Regions from separate parts of the Zea mays genome. Here region 2 is linked to region 1. A link is a contact called in public Hi-C data. All regions are on one chromosome and are shown on one strand. The core of a region is the stretch at or near the end of the contact, and the rest is flanking DNA. Distances in the headings are between cores, read along the strand shown. Region 1 holds the start of LOC100278145. Region 2 holds the start of LOC100191773 (Protein JASON).

Evidence for each region. A called contact is a pair of places that touch in the nucleus more often than the background predicts.
Region 2: a contact with region 1 is called in a Hi-C map of endosperm, with 3 times the contacts expected there. The contact joins the promoter of LOC100191773 here to the promoter of LOC100278145 in region 1. A contact is called at or near these places in 9 of 25 Hi-C or Micro-C datasets (bundle sheath, ear, endosperm and 3 more).

What each region holds. Positions count from the first base shown.
Region 1 is chr6:102,690,837-102,697,053 of Zm-B73-REFERENCE-NAM-5.0, forward strand. It overlaps LOC100278145, which reads right to left and starts at 3,987. Exons shown (of 16, transcript XM_008650739.3): 1 at 2,973-3,987; 2 at 1,155-1,634; 3 at 915-1,064; 4 at 1-833. The coding sequence starts at 3,845. It overlaps LOC100147735 (filamentation temperature-sensitive H 2B), which reads right to left. Exons shown (of 5, transcript NM_001127249.1): 4 at 5,871-6,111; 5 at 5,121-5,625. The coding sequence ends at 5,281.
Region 2 is chr6:102,917,049-102,922,964 of Zm-B73-REFERENCE-NAM-5.0, forward strand. LOC100191773 (Protein JASON) reads right to left here and starts at 2,640. Exons shown (of 7, transcript NM_001137198.1): 1 at 2,254-2,640; 2 at 2,071-2,144; 3 at 1,832-1,927; 4 at 1,683-1,753; 5 at 861-1,599; 6 at 688-770; 7 at 154-574. The coding sequence starts at 2,503. The coding sequence ends at 526. It overlaps LOC103629655 (molybdenum cofactor sulfurase), which reads left to right. Exons shown (of 22, transcript XM_020539337.2): 22 at 1-253. The coding sequence ends at 80.

The DNA of each region.
Region 1 (6,217 bases), core at 2,737-5,236:
TGGTTAAATTGAGTTGGCCATCTGTAACCAACATCAAGATGCAACCTGTCTGCTGCAGCTGGACGTTGTTGCATTTGAGGAGATACAAAATGAGATGGTGTTACACTAGGCCATTCATACGACGTTCCTCCCAGTAGGTTCCTATTGTATACATAACATTCACCACCACCATTTTTCATAACTCCACCATTTTTACTTATAGCACTTTGAAGCATGTCAGTAGGAATAGCAGAAGGTAAAATTCTGTCCTTTGTCACTTCAGATTTATGATCCACATGTTTCCCATCACATTCAGTTTTTTCCTGTGCAGATCTTACCAAGGAGTCAACTGAACTTCCATACAGATTAGTAGAAGAGACCTCATTGCTTCTGGAAGGTAGACAAGAGGATGACTGAACCAAGGATTCACTTTGGCTAAGGTACGATGAGGCCTGCACAGCCACTTTGAAGGCATCATCATGGGCACTCTGAAAACGTTCTGTAGCAAGTGATGAGTGAACTCTAGGAGAATACAATGTGTCTTCAAGTTTTGTGCCCTTACTGGTGGATATTACCTTTGTTCCATTAGATAAAATGGAAGGGTCAGAACAGCTAACAGCTTCAGAGATCTCGTTCTTGGAAGGATGGACATACGATGGGTGATGAGGTGAGACATCAGCCTCTTTAGCAGCTTCATGCAAGGCCTCTGCAGCACTATGGGGAACAACTGTTTTTAATTTGGTAGATCTTGGGCTCTCAGGCCTCATCGGATTTGATAGTTTTGTTTTCCCTTTCCGCTTGTTCTTCTTTTTGTTACATTGATTTTTGCAACCATCCAACGAGACAGTTTGTTCCTAAAATATCGAGATGTCCCTCATAAGTCATGAATAAATGAACAACCAAACAAAACAGATTGGCAAAGTAATGCTTACAACCTTCGTTGTTGGTACAATTTCCTTGTAAGGAGTTTTTTCAGATGGAGGTCCAGCAGCAGTGCCTTCAACAGATGGAGCACAATGGTTTGGTAAAGGACTACAATTGCGATTATCTGAACTACTGCATCCATTATCCTGGAAAAAGGTTAACTATAGATAACTTAATATACTCAGTGAAGCATAAAGTCCTATCCTATCTATGGAAATACTAAAGCAAGCTGAGCAACAAATAAACTATACCTTAGATGGCTTAGCAGATGTCGTTAGCTTTTTCAAGGTGTTAGACTTCTTCTTTCCTTTCCGAGAACCTCCACTGGTCTTTTCAACATCTTTCTTTTTGGGGGCTTCATCCCCAATAAGTTCAAGATTTATACTTTCTGTCGACACCACCATGAGAAGCCCTTGTAATTTCATAAGTACATCACCAGCAGCAGTAGCAGCCGACACTAATGAAGTGAAAAAGATTGCATCACCGCTGCAGCAAGTAATGTTGCTCTTCAAACAGACTATCTCCTCAACTAGTTTCAGTCTTTTCAACTCTTTATAAAATACAGACTTCTTGCTGCAAGACAGAATGTTTGCACCATCAACGGAAGAAGCACAATTCTTTCTGAACAGAGACTGCCGTGTACATTCACAAGATTCGTTTGCCACGAATGATCCTGGTTCACCTAAATTATCCCTTGAGGCACTGTCTGATCCTTCAACCATCTCATTTGCCTGCAAGCTTGAGCTATTAGCATATTAGTATGTGCTTGAGGTGAAGAAACATGTTCAGGACAACTGGACACCAAAGTTTAGTAATTCTTCCTCAATTAGGGTGACAAAACAAGCCTGTGTGAGATGACAAGAGCTGATTTTTGTTATGCAACGTCAATATGATTGGGCTAACTTTAACACGTGAAGATTCAAGAAAGACACAACTTCAAGAAAAAAAAATGAGGGTCCCACATTTAAATAGAGGATAATTTCCAGAATCACACAGAAAATCATACAGATCACAAAGTAAACTACGTGCAATAAACATACTGTGGTGACTATTATATAAAAATACTTTTATAAATACTAGTAAAACATTTAACCCGCGATGTCTCAGAAATATATTCATTGGGCCAAATGCAAGGCCCATTTTATAACTTGTTAAAAAAGTATGATAACACTAACTCTGCTACATAACAGTTATTCTGGATCCTTTAATTAATTAAGACTATGTTGAAACTTCAGTTAGATAAAGCATGCAGATTTCAGAAAACGTCACTTGCCAAACAGACTGAACATGCTAATGCTATTTCAGGAAAAAGAAGGGCTTTTTTCTCAGCACAAACATAACACAATAGGCAACTTCTGTATGCCATTTCCAAAACAAGAGAAGAACCAATGCTTTGAACATATATGTGAAATCTGTCTTCATTACTTCTGAACCAGGTGCTTTCATATTTCGCATACTTTTTGAGGAAGTCTCTTTGGAGCCTACTAGATTGTCTTACTTGTTTTTTTATTTAAAGGAAAGATGCACCTAAATTTGCATAAATTAACGTCAATACTAGAAACAGCAATTTGCTTCTATTTGCCATGCAAGGACCTATTATAAGGTTAAGAAGAATGGCCTGTTTTCCCTAAACTGACCTTAGAAATAAGATTGCAAGACTAGATTATGCCATTTTATTCCTCTCGATGTTCCATCCTTACATCACCATCAACAGCCTTTCCACACATATCATACAATAAAAGGTCAACGATAGCCACCCCAATAATGCATCAGTATGGGATACACCACCCTTAATAAACACAACCCAGAGTTACTTGCCCCATGCACATCTTAACTAAATCACAGCTTGACAATTCATTCATGTAACAATAACAAATAAATGTCTTATCCCAAACCATCACACTTGAATTAAAACCATTGTAGAAGTTTATAACGAAATTGCAGATATGACTCCCAAATCTGGAGTTCACTTATGCAAATAAGGCATAGAATTGTGAAATGCAACCCCATAGTATTTGAAATCCATAATTGTCAGATTGTAGCAAAAGGCAGCATAGAGAGCATATTACCAGGGCCATTGCACCTTTCCCGAAGAATACCCCCATGAGACTTGCTCTCATCCGAGGCTCCAGTCTCATCCACCAATCCGCATATCCCTTCTCCCTCCAGAACGCGTTTGCAGCAAGCCCAGCCTTCTCCTTCGCACTCTTCCCAATTCTCACCGCCTTTCTCCCTCCAGCTGACCCACCCCCTGCCGCTGCCCACGACATTCGCAGTGCGATATCCAACCTATTGGCCAGAAACTCCTCGATCACGTAGTACCCCTTGGCATTAAGCCAGGGCAGCTCCGGGAAATCTTGACACGCCAGCGCGGCCAGGTCCACTTCCCCCTCCCCGCAGCAGAGGAACCTCCCGCCAGAGATCTCATCCATGGCTGCGACAAAGCCGTCGAGGTCAGCGACGAAGGCTTCGGCGACGGTGATCACGTCGGGGCGCCGCGACGATGCGGGCGACGAGGGGAAGAGGAGGGTGTTGGCGAAGAGGAGCGCCTGCGCCCGGGAGCTGGCGGCGGCGCGGGCGAGGAGGCCCCGGGAGAGGCGCGAGAGGACGGTTGGCTCCTCGGCTCCGCGCGCGGAGGTGGACGGGGACGAGGAGTGGAGCACGAAGAAGGAGGAGTGGCCGCGGAGGCGGAGCCGGCGGACCATGGAGAGCAGCGCGGCAGCCGCGGCGGGGGAGAGGAGGGAGGTGGCAGCCGCAGCGCGCGCGGCGGGGGAGAGGGAGGCGAGCCACCGGAGGATCGCAGCGCGCGGTGACGAGGAGGAGGTAGAGGCAGCAGCGGTGGCGGGGCTAGGGTTCGCGGCGGCGTGGTAGAGAGAGAGGTGCGCGGTGAGGGCGTCCATGAGCTCCTTCGTGGTGCGCGGCGCGGCGGCGGTGGAGGCCATGCTGGGGAGCGGCCGCGTCGGTGCCGGTGGTTGGTCGGGACTCGGGAATGGGGGAGGAGTGGCCGCTGTGGTGGGCCTGGGCGCTCTTCCGGTCTTGCTTGGTTTGCGGAGCAGCGGAGAGAGTTTTGCGTCGGAGTACTCCATCCCAAAATACATACGTATCACTTTCCAGATTTTATCTTACATTGTCCGTCCTAAATTAAAATTTATTTTATTAGTTAATAAATTTATTATTATTTGATGTATGTGTTTAATATGTGTCTAGATTTATCTTTATGCATTTAAATATAAACATTAAAAACAAAGAACTAAAATAACTACTATTTTTAGACAGAGATAATATTATATTTACTTATTAATATATTTAATATCTTCTATACTATTCTATCAAAAATCTAATGTAGGCACGTGCTACCACGACTTCACACTCCCCACACCAGTGTCCACAAAAAATAGTGCAGAACGAGTAATCGAACTCATACACATCTATGCACAAAAATTTAGAGCTAACCACCATACCACAAATAACTTAATGTTTATAGATAAATAAAAATTATATTTGTAGTCTAAACGTTGCTTCTCACACTCTCTTTGTCTCGTGGTAACGCAAGGGTACATTCCTAGTGGTAACGCAAGGGCACATTCCTAATTATCTAATACGTATCTATCTCTATTTTTAAAGAATATTTTAGTTTTCTATATTCTATCTTCTCTATTGATCTCAGTAAGCAAACGTTGAAGTGCTATGGAGCTGAGCGAGTACGTATATTTCTTAGCTTTTGCACGTGAAGACCCGTATGCTTTTTGCTAATTTGCCGTACAGTGACGACACTGACAGGTGTGACTGTGTTGTCATTCTTTATAATCTGTTGGCGACAGTTCTGGTTTACGCTTTATTCCTTTTTATTTACCGGCTTGTCGTTGCTCTAGAATGAGGTCGGTTACATTCGTAGTAGCATAACCAACGCATATTCTCGACTCATTGGCTGCGCCGGTGAGGCGTATAGCTTTTTAGGATGATCAAAACCAATTGACAAGCAAATTTGGGAATGGGATCACACCTGGCTAATAACGAGGTGTAATTTTGCTGGTTAGATTTGCATTTTAAAAATGTGGCAACTTGCTGATCCCGATCCCATCAGTTCCAAAAACAAAATGGCAAGTTCTTAATTAGAACATATAGTTTTATGAAGTAGGAACCGTGGAACATATAGCAAGAGATTTCGCTCGCCAGAAGCGAAGCTACAAACTGAAAATGTTGCGCCAGGCCTATTATTTTAATCTAATTACATTTTACTATTAATTCACCATGAGTAAGTTACATCTTACATGTCGTGTACCGAAAATCCGGCAGATTTAGTAGAGTTAGTGTACACCAAGAATCCAAAATATGAACACCATACAACAAGAAAATCCTCCCCTACAAGGCTAGGGTTTAGGCTGGGAGCGCGGCCGCCGGTGTGGCTGGGGGAACCCGGTTCTCAACAGGGATCTCGGCAAACTCAGAAAGGATCGCCCGGAACTCGTCTCCGGTCACTGTCTCCTTCTCAATGAGCACCTCAACGATTTTGTCAATGGCCTCCCTGTTGTTTCTAATGTGCCTCAAAGCGATCTCGTAGGCCTCATCCGACAACTGCTTCACGGCCGAATCAATGTCCTCCGCGAGCTTCTCTGACATGGAGTTCCTTGCCATCATTCTCATGATGACGTCCCCACTCTGCGCTCCACCCTCCATCAGAGACCATGGACCAATTTCAGACATACCGAATGTCACAACCATCTGCAGAACCATTGTGATCTCAGTACAGTTGACAAAGATCGGTAGTAGTAAAGCATTGAGACAAGATATCTACAGATCGCTGTCCATTCTAGCAGACTCTACCATGTGATTTTGCAGCACCGTTTGGTTCTTAGAATTCATATAGTCGTCAGTCATAAACCACAAAATGGTTCGTGACGACTTGCAAATTCTTTGCAAACGTTAACATGTACGTTGACAAAATTCCAATAGAAAAGGTAGTATACCTGCTTGGCTAAGCCAGTAATTTGCTGCAAGTCACCAGCAGCTCCAGTGGTCACCTCAGGCTCTCCAAATATGACCTCCTCAGCAGCTCTACCACCAAGGCCGCCAACAATTCTGGCAAAAAGTTGCTGCCTGGAGATGAGTGTTGGGTCATCCATCGGGATAAACCATGTAAGACCACGAGCTTGACCCCTTGGAACTAAGGTAACCTTTTGGACAGGATCATGGCCAGGCGTCAAAGTTCTGCAAAGAGATTTCCACTCCACAAATCAATGAGATAAATTTGACATGGAATGGTTACCAAGGAAAAGACATACAAAAAGGCAGTCCAATAAATCAAAAGTGAAGC
Region 2 (5,916 bases), core at 1,390-3,889, 220 kb after region 1:
TGGGGCAAGAGGTACATACATACCTCAATGATGACTTGTGCACATACATACCCGGAAGTTTCACCTGCACAAGAGGCTGACGGGTAACAGTTGTCACAATACGTGAAAAAATATAGACTTTCAGATGTTATTAACAAGAAAGTGGTGCCATATGTATGTAACAATTTTCTTTTCATGCCTGTATGTGACACATAAGGCCTTGAAGCCTGTATTCAGACACAAATACATAGAAAACAAATGTACGTTTCACTCATGTCAGTGCTGGTGCGACCATAGAGTGAGCTACAGACCGGTGTGCTTGTGAGCAGTGAGCCAACAATGCTGCATGCATGACGGTACAGTAACTCATATTCACAACCCAGCTCAAACTGTCATTTATACACAGCATCACACCCCAACAGAAATTATGCTATTTGTACACGGCACCTTCAGCAGCATGCATGACGGTACCAGCTTCTGAGCTCAGTTTCATAACAGGTCGCTGGCAGCCTCATCACAGTTGGGCTAATATGATAACCCTGCCCGCTACTCAGCTGTCTCCTCGAGATGGAACAGCTTCCCCCGGACGACTTTCCTGCATTCAGTCACGATTTTACCATGAGAATAAGTAGCACACGGTGCCATGGTGTACGAAAAAAAAGGTGGGATAAACACGTTAGTTTTAGGCTAACGCAAAAAGCAACAGACCTTGGAGGGCAACGGTCCTCATCAGACAACACCTTCAGCAGTCTTTGTTCAAATGGCGTGGTGTGCCAACTGACCCTCTGATCCTAACAACGGTTACATTTAGATCAAAAGCGCATATATAACCACACGTTAAAAAAGGAAAGAAAGCATTGGATAGAGTGACAAATGAGTACCTCTCTGTATCTGGTCGTTGTGTTGGGGATACCGTTGCCATCCCATGCCTTGGGCAACCTAGGAGTAGGGTTACTGGTATCCAAGTTGAGATCAGGTGCAACCATGAAGACAGGCTTCTCAGTTAGAAAGCTGCAGTCTTCATCATCTTGATTCTCAGCATCTGCGGAGGAAGATTTCAGCCAGCGGGACAGGCTCAGTGCAGCGTTCTTTTCATCCGAGTTGGATTTTGACAGTGATTCTTCTACTCCATATGAGGCATTAGGATCAGGTGCAGAATATGATGGAGTTTCAGACAGTCCTGATTTGACCACTGAAGTTGAAGACGCTTGGGTTGGATCCTTGGTAGAATCTGCTCCCAAGTCTCTCTCCTTTAGAGGATCGGACGATGCCAATGGTGAAGAGTCTTCTGTCAGTTCAATCTGCTGAAGTCTGTTCTCGATGGATCTGAGGACAGGGTATATGAATTGTTTCCGAGTCCGCACACGCTTTCCAGATATAGAGGTCCCTCTGTGTGAAGCGTATGCTGTCCCAGGGGTCTGCATGTCATCCCTGAGAACTAGAGGAGTTGGAAACGGCGAACCACCAGAATCAAGTGGCTTGTGTTGCATGTTTTGAAACAGCCTCTTTTCCGAGGAAGCTGAACGAGGAACATATTCAGCTCCATGATGACGCCCAGCATCTTCACTGTTCAGTATAGACCTGAGCGAGTGACGCTCCTCACATCTGGGATTGCGTTGCCTAGGAGGCATTTATTTATTTTTTATCTCATGACAATACCAAAAAAAAACTCTGGAACTTGTGAAAATGAGAGCAGTTCTTACCCTTGTGATGAATTAGCTTCAAACAGCAATTTGCAATTTGCCGGTGGTCCATACGTGAGCTTGCTATCACACTGCAATTCCAGAATGAAGGGCATCAGACAGCTGAGCTAGTAATGGAGCAGTTTTTTTTTCGTTAAGGACGATCCCACCTCATTAGTAGTTTCCAAATTGTTTTCATACGATTGCTCATTGCGTAGTTCAGCTGGGGTTTCAGAGATAGTGCCGCATAGCTTCAGGTAACTTGCCTGGTTAGAGTTAGGAGTGCCACGAAAGTCACCTTAGAGGAGGTTAACCATCTTAAGCCCTTTGAGTAAAAACTGACGGTTTAATGTGTTTCACAAGGCCTTATAAGAAATTAAGCAGCAGTGCGTCAATGTGGCACGCGTACCTCGCGTCTGAGCTCCTCATCAATTCCACACCCGTCAGCCAAATCCTCATGAAATCGTCCGTCCCTTACCAAGCCTTTTCCCGATGCAACAACAACAACAAACACATACGTAAAACGCCCTGACAGCCGAGTTCTAACGCACAACCGAACACGAGGAAATGATCATGAAAATAGACGCAGTACCTTCCTCATCCCAGATGACCTCCGCGGCCCGATCCCCGCGCACGAGCGCATCCTGAAACGATGATGACCACGAGACAGCCGCCAGATGAGCGCTTAGGGACGGAGAGCGAGGAGGGGCAGGGGTTGGTCTTACTCGGAGGCCGGAGCCGCGGCGGGGGCGCGCGCCGAAGCACGAGCGGATGAAGGCCAGGATGACGGCGTCGAGGAACTCGACCACGGCCCTCGCGATCGCCTCCGCGCACCGGCGCATCGCGGAGAGCCCGCGGCGTAGGGCGGTGGCCGTGGCTTAGGGTTTGGTTTAGCTGCAGCGCGGGCGCCGGCGCCGGCGCCGCCTGTGGGGGGTCGCGGCGGAGAGAGAGAGACGTACGTAGGCGAGCGAGGTGAGGGGGGAGATGCGTTTGAAATGGGGACGGGAGGGAGGGGAGCAGAGGGAATGAAGGGGAGGCCACCGGCCCACGGCCAGTGAGCGGCACGGGAATCGTGTCGTGTCTTCGTTGATGGACTGGGCTTTGCATACCCAATCCGTCATGTCGCGGCTGGGCTTATGAATAATATGGGCCAATGAATTTGTTTCGGCGCCAAAGCTGGGCTAGCTTCTTCTCCGCGCCAAAGCTGCCCGAGTCAATATTAACAACACCAGCAGCAGCAGTAACCCCGGCCGTTGTCTTGCCTGGCCTGGCCGCCCGTCGTCTCTGAACTTGTCGTCTGCTGGCTGATCGACCTCCGATCCAGCTCCTACCCGTACGTCAGCTCCTGAATGCCATGACCTGTTTGGAAGATGGTCGTGATCTGTTTGGAAGATGCGGAGTCGAAAGACGAAACGGAATGAAGAAGCTAGGATCCAAGCCTATCTGGATGGATCCCATCTGCACCTTTTGGGCTTTCTCTGGCTATGGATGAGCAGCATTTTCCCATTCGGTTCGGCAGGGATAAAGTCACGGGTAGGTGAGAAGTCGGATACAGCACACAACCAAACTTCAATTTGCACGTGCATCAAATAATAAAAATAGTGATTTACTTTGAAAAAAATGGTTTTGGTTTGTTTGGTGCGAGGTGTGTGCACGGACTGATGCTAAAAGGCAAAATTCCTTCTATGTCATCAGAATTTATACTTATTCTTTATGTGCCACTAAGTGACATATAAATATATTTTTTTATGTATATGACATGTGAGGTCAGTGCACACAAGGAATAAATATATTTTTCGATCACATACAAGGAATTGGCCCATACTAAAATGCATGGCTGGATCTCAGAGACTATCTGAATAAAACAACGATGTAAACAAACATGTCCCTTTACTGTACAAGAAATTAGGCTGAAAGTATATATGATTGCTTCATGATTGATTGACTAACTCCTTTCTGCTTGAGTTACAACGACACTTCACTGAACAAGCTGGGTCAATAAAGTGAAAGTGTTCTCTTGACGAAACATCCAGGAAACTGCACATCTCTCTCTCTCTCTCTGGAATCTATGGCTAGCTTGTAACCATAGATTAGATGGAGATATTCATACTTCCGAGGATAGGGAAATAAAGTCATTTTTCGTGGGGATTGTGTGTGTACGACCTCTCTGGAGAGATAAAATTGTCATGACAGCCATTGCTAACGACTATGAGTGGCGTGAATCCTCGCACTTAGATTAGATATGTTTTGTTTGGTTTTATGTGTTTGTGGTTTGATAATTATGATTTGAGAATCACATAGATAATAATTATTTTTATAAAATAAATTTAAACTAAAAGCATTTTGAACAAAAGAACTGAGCTTAGCCTTACTTGAATTTAGCTTGCATAACATCTTCACCACACTTGCTGAGTATAATTAATGCTCAAACTTGTCATATACATTGTTGCTCAACCGAGGGAAGTGTCTGAGTTTACGTGGACGAAGACAGTGCGGAAGACTACTAGGCTACCTGTGGTATCGACCGATGTCCGTGGAGGCCGCTAGTTCCTCCGATCTTTGATGTAACTAGGGGTGAAGCTACACTATAGGTAGCGGATGCAAATGCACCCCCAAAAAACACAAAATCCATAGAATTGGTTAAAATTTCACCATATATGCACCCATTAAAATAAATTATTATGTATCCACAAGTCAAATGCACCATCCTTAATTTTGCTCTAGCTTCGCCACTAGATGTAACAGATGTACCTTTTTCTCCTTTGACCTATATGGGTCCATATGTAATAAGATAAACGATATTTCACGCTGGATATGGATTATTGTTATCGCTAATAATGACGTTGTTGTATGCGTGAGTAAACTTTCTAGGCACGCATATATACATGCACATTCGGTTTTATGGTACGGTCAACGAAGAAACAAAGCCTTTGAAGTATTTTAAGTGTCTTTCAACTTCAATAGATCGACACTTAGAATTAGTTTATCCTTAACACACTAGTACACACAGCCTCTATAGTGGCGGTTCTAGAGACGTTTTCACTGGCGCTTTTCAGTGCCGCCAGTGCTAGGGGCCAGTGGAAATGCTATTTTCACTGGCGGTTTTCTTAAGAAACCGCCAGTGGAAATGCTATTTTCACTGGCGGTTTTATAAAGAAAACCGCCAGTGGAAAGTTTTCCCGCCTTATTTTAAATTTTCAATCAGTACTGAAATTTATATATATTTACACACACAAAACATATATATACATGTAGTATTGATAAACATGTAGTATTGATATTGATATTGATAAACATGTAGTATTGATATTAAAAGCAACATGGAATTAAATTCTATCATACATATATATACATCAAAGTCTTGTTTACAACCATGTATGCATCACACATTATATACATCAAAGTTTTCACTTAAGCTCTAATAACTATCTCGGCTAAGAGATAGTCTACTAATTTCTGTTAGTATTCTAAACTCTGGCAAAGCTAATGTTCCGGAAGCATCGTGATATTTCCCTTCTGCGGGAATGACCTCTTTCAATATGAATGTGCACAGGTCCTCAACTATGCCATACAATGCACCTTCAGTCAAGTTCTCCGGGCTTCCTTGTTGAAATTGCTGTAAAGGAAGTTTATAAACATCATCTATTTATACTCAATAATAACACATTTGCATCTTTAATGACATAAATACATACGTGACTATTACTAATAATACCTTGTCAGGGTTCGTGATGTATCGTCCGTTCATTCTCATGAACTCGCACACGTAGAACCCACATAGGACCGATCCGGGTGGTTGCTTGTGGCACTACATAACGGGAGATTGGTTATTTAGTTGCAACATTGTCTTATGTACGTACATGTATGATATGTATTCATAAATTCACATACTTACCGGCCAGTTATAATGAATGTCTAGTGGCACGCCTTTTTTGGACGTGTCGTACTTTCCACCTTGTAGCTTATAAAACCTAAATGCCCTGTGATCTCAAATAGAATCACCATGTTATTCTACAATTCTCATCGATATAAGTATGCATGCATAGAAAAGGCTTACAGCTCTAAGATGCTGAGGAATTTTGAATAGGCCGAAGGCTCGGTGTGCAAGGAGTCGAGCACCAGCACCTTTCCAACCTTAGGATAAATGAAGAAGCATATCCAGTGGTCCCTGTACGAATCAAACTTGTGATACATGTGTATTGAAATTATTAATTTTATTTATGCAAAATCACACTTACTTAAAGTTGTACGGGGC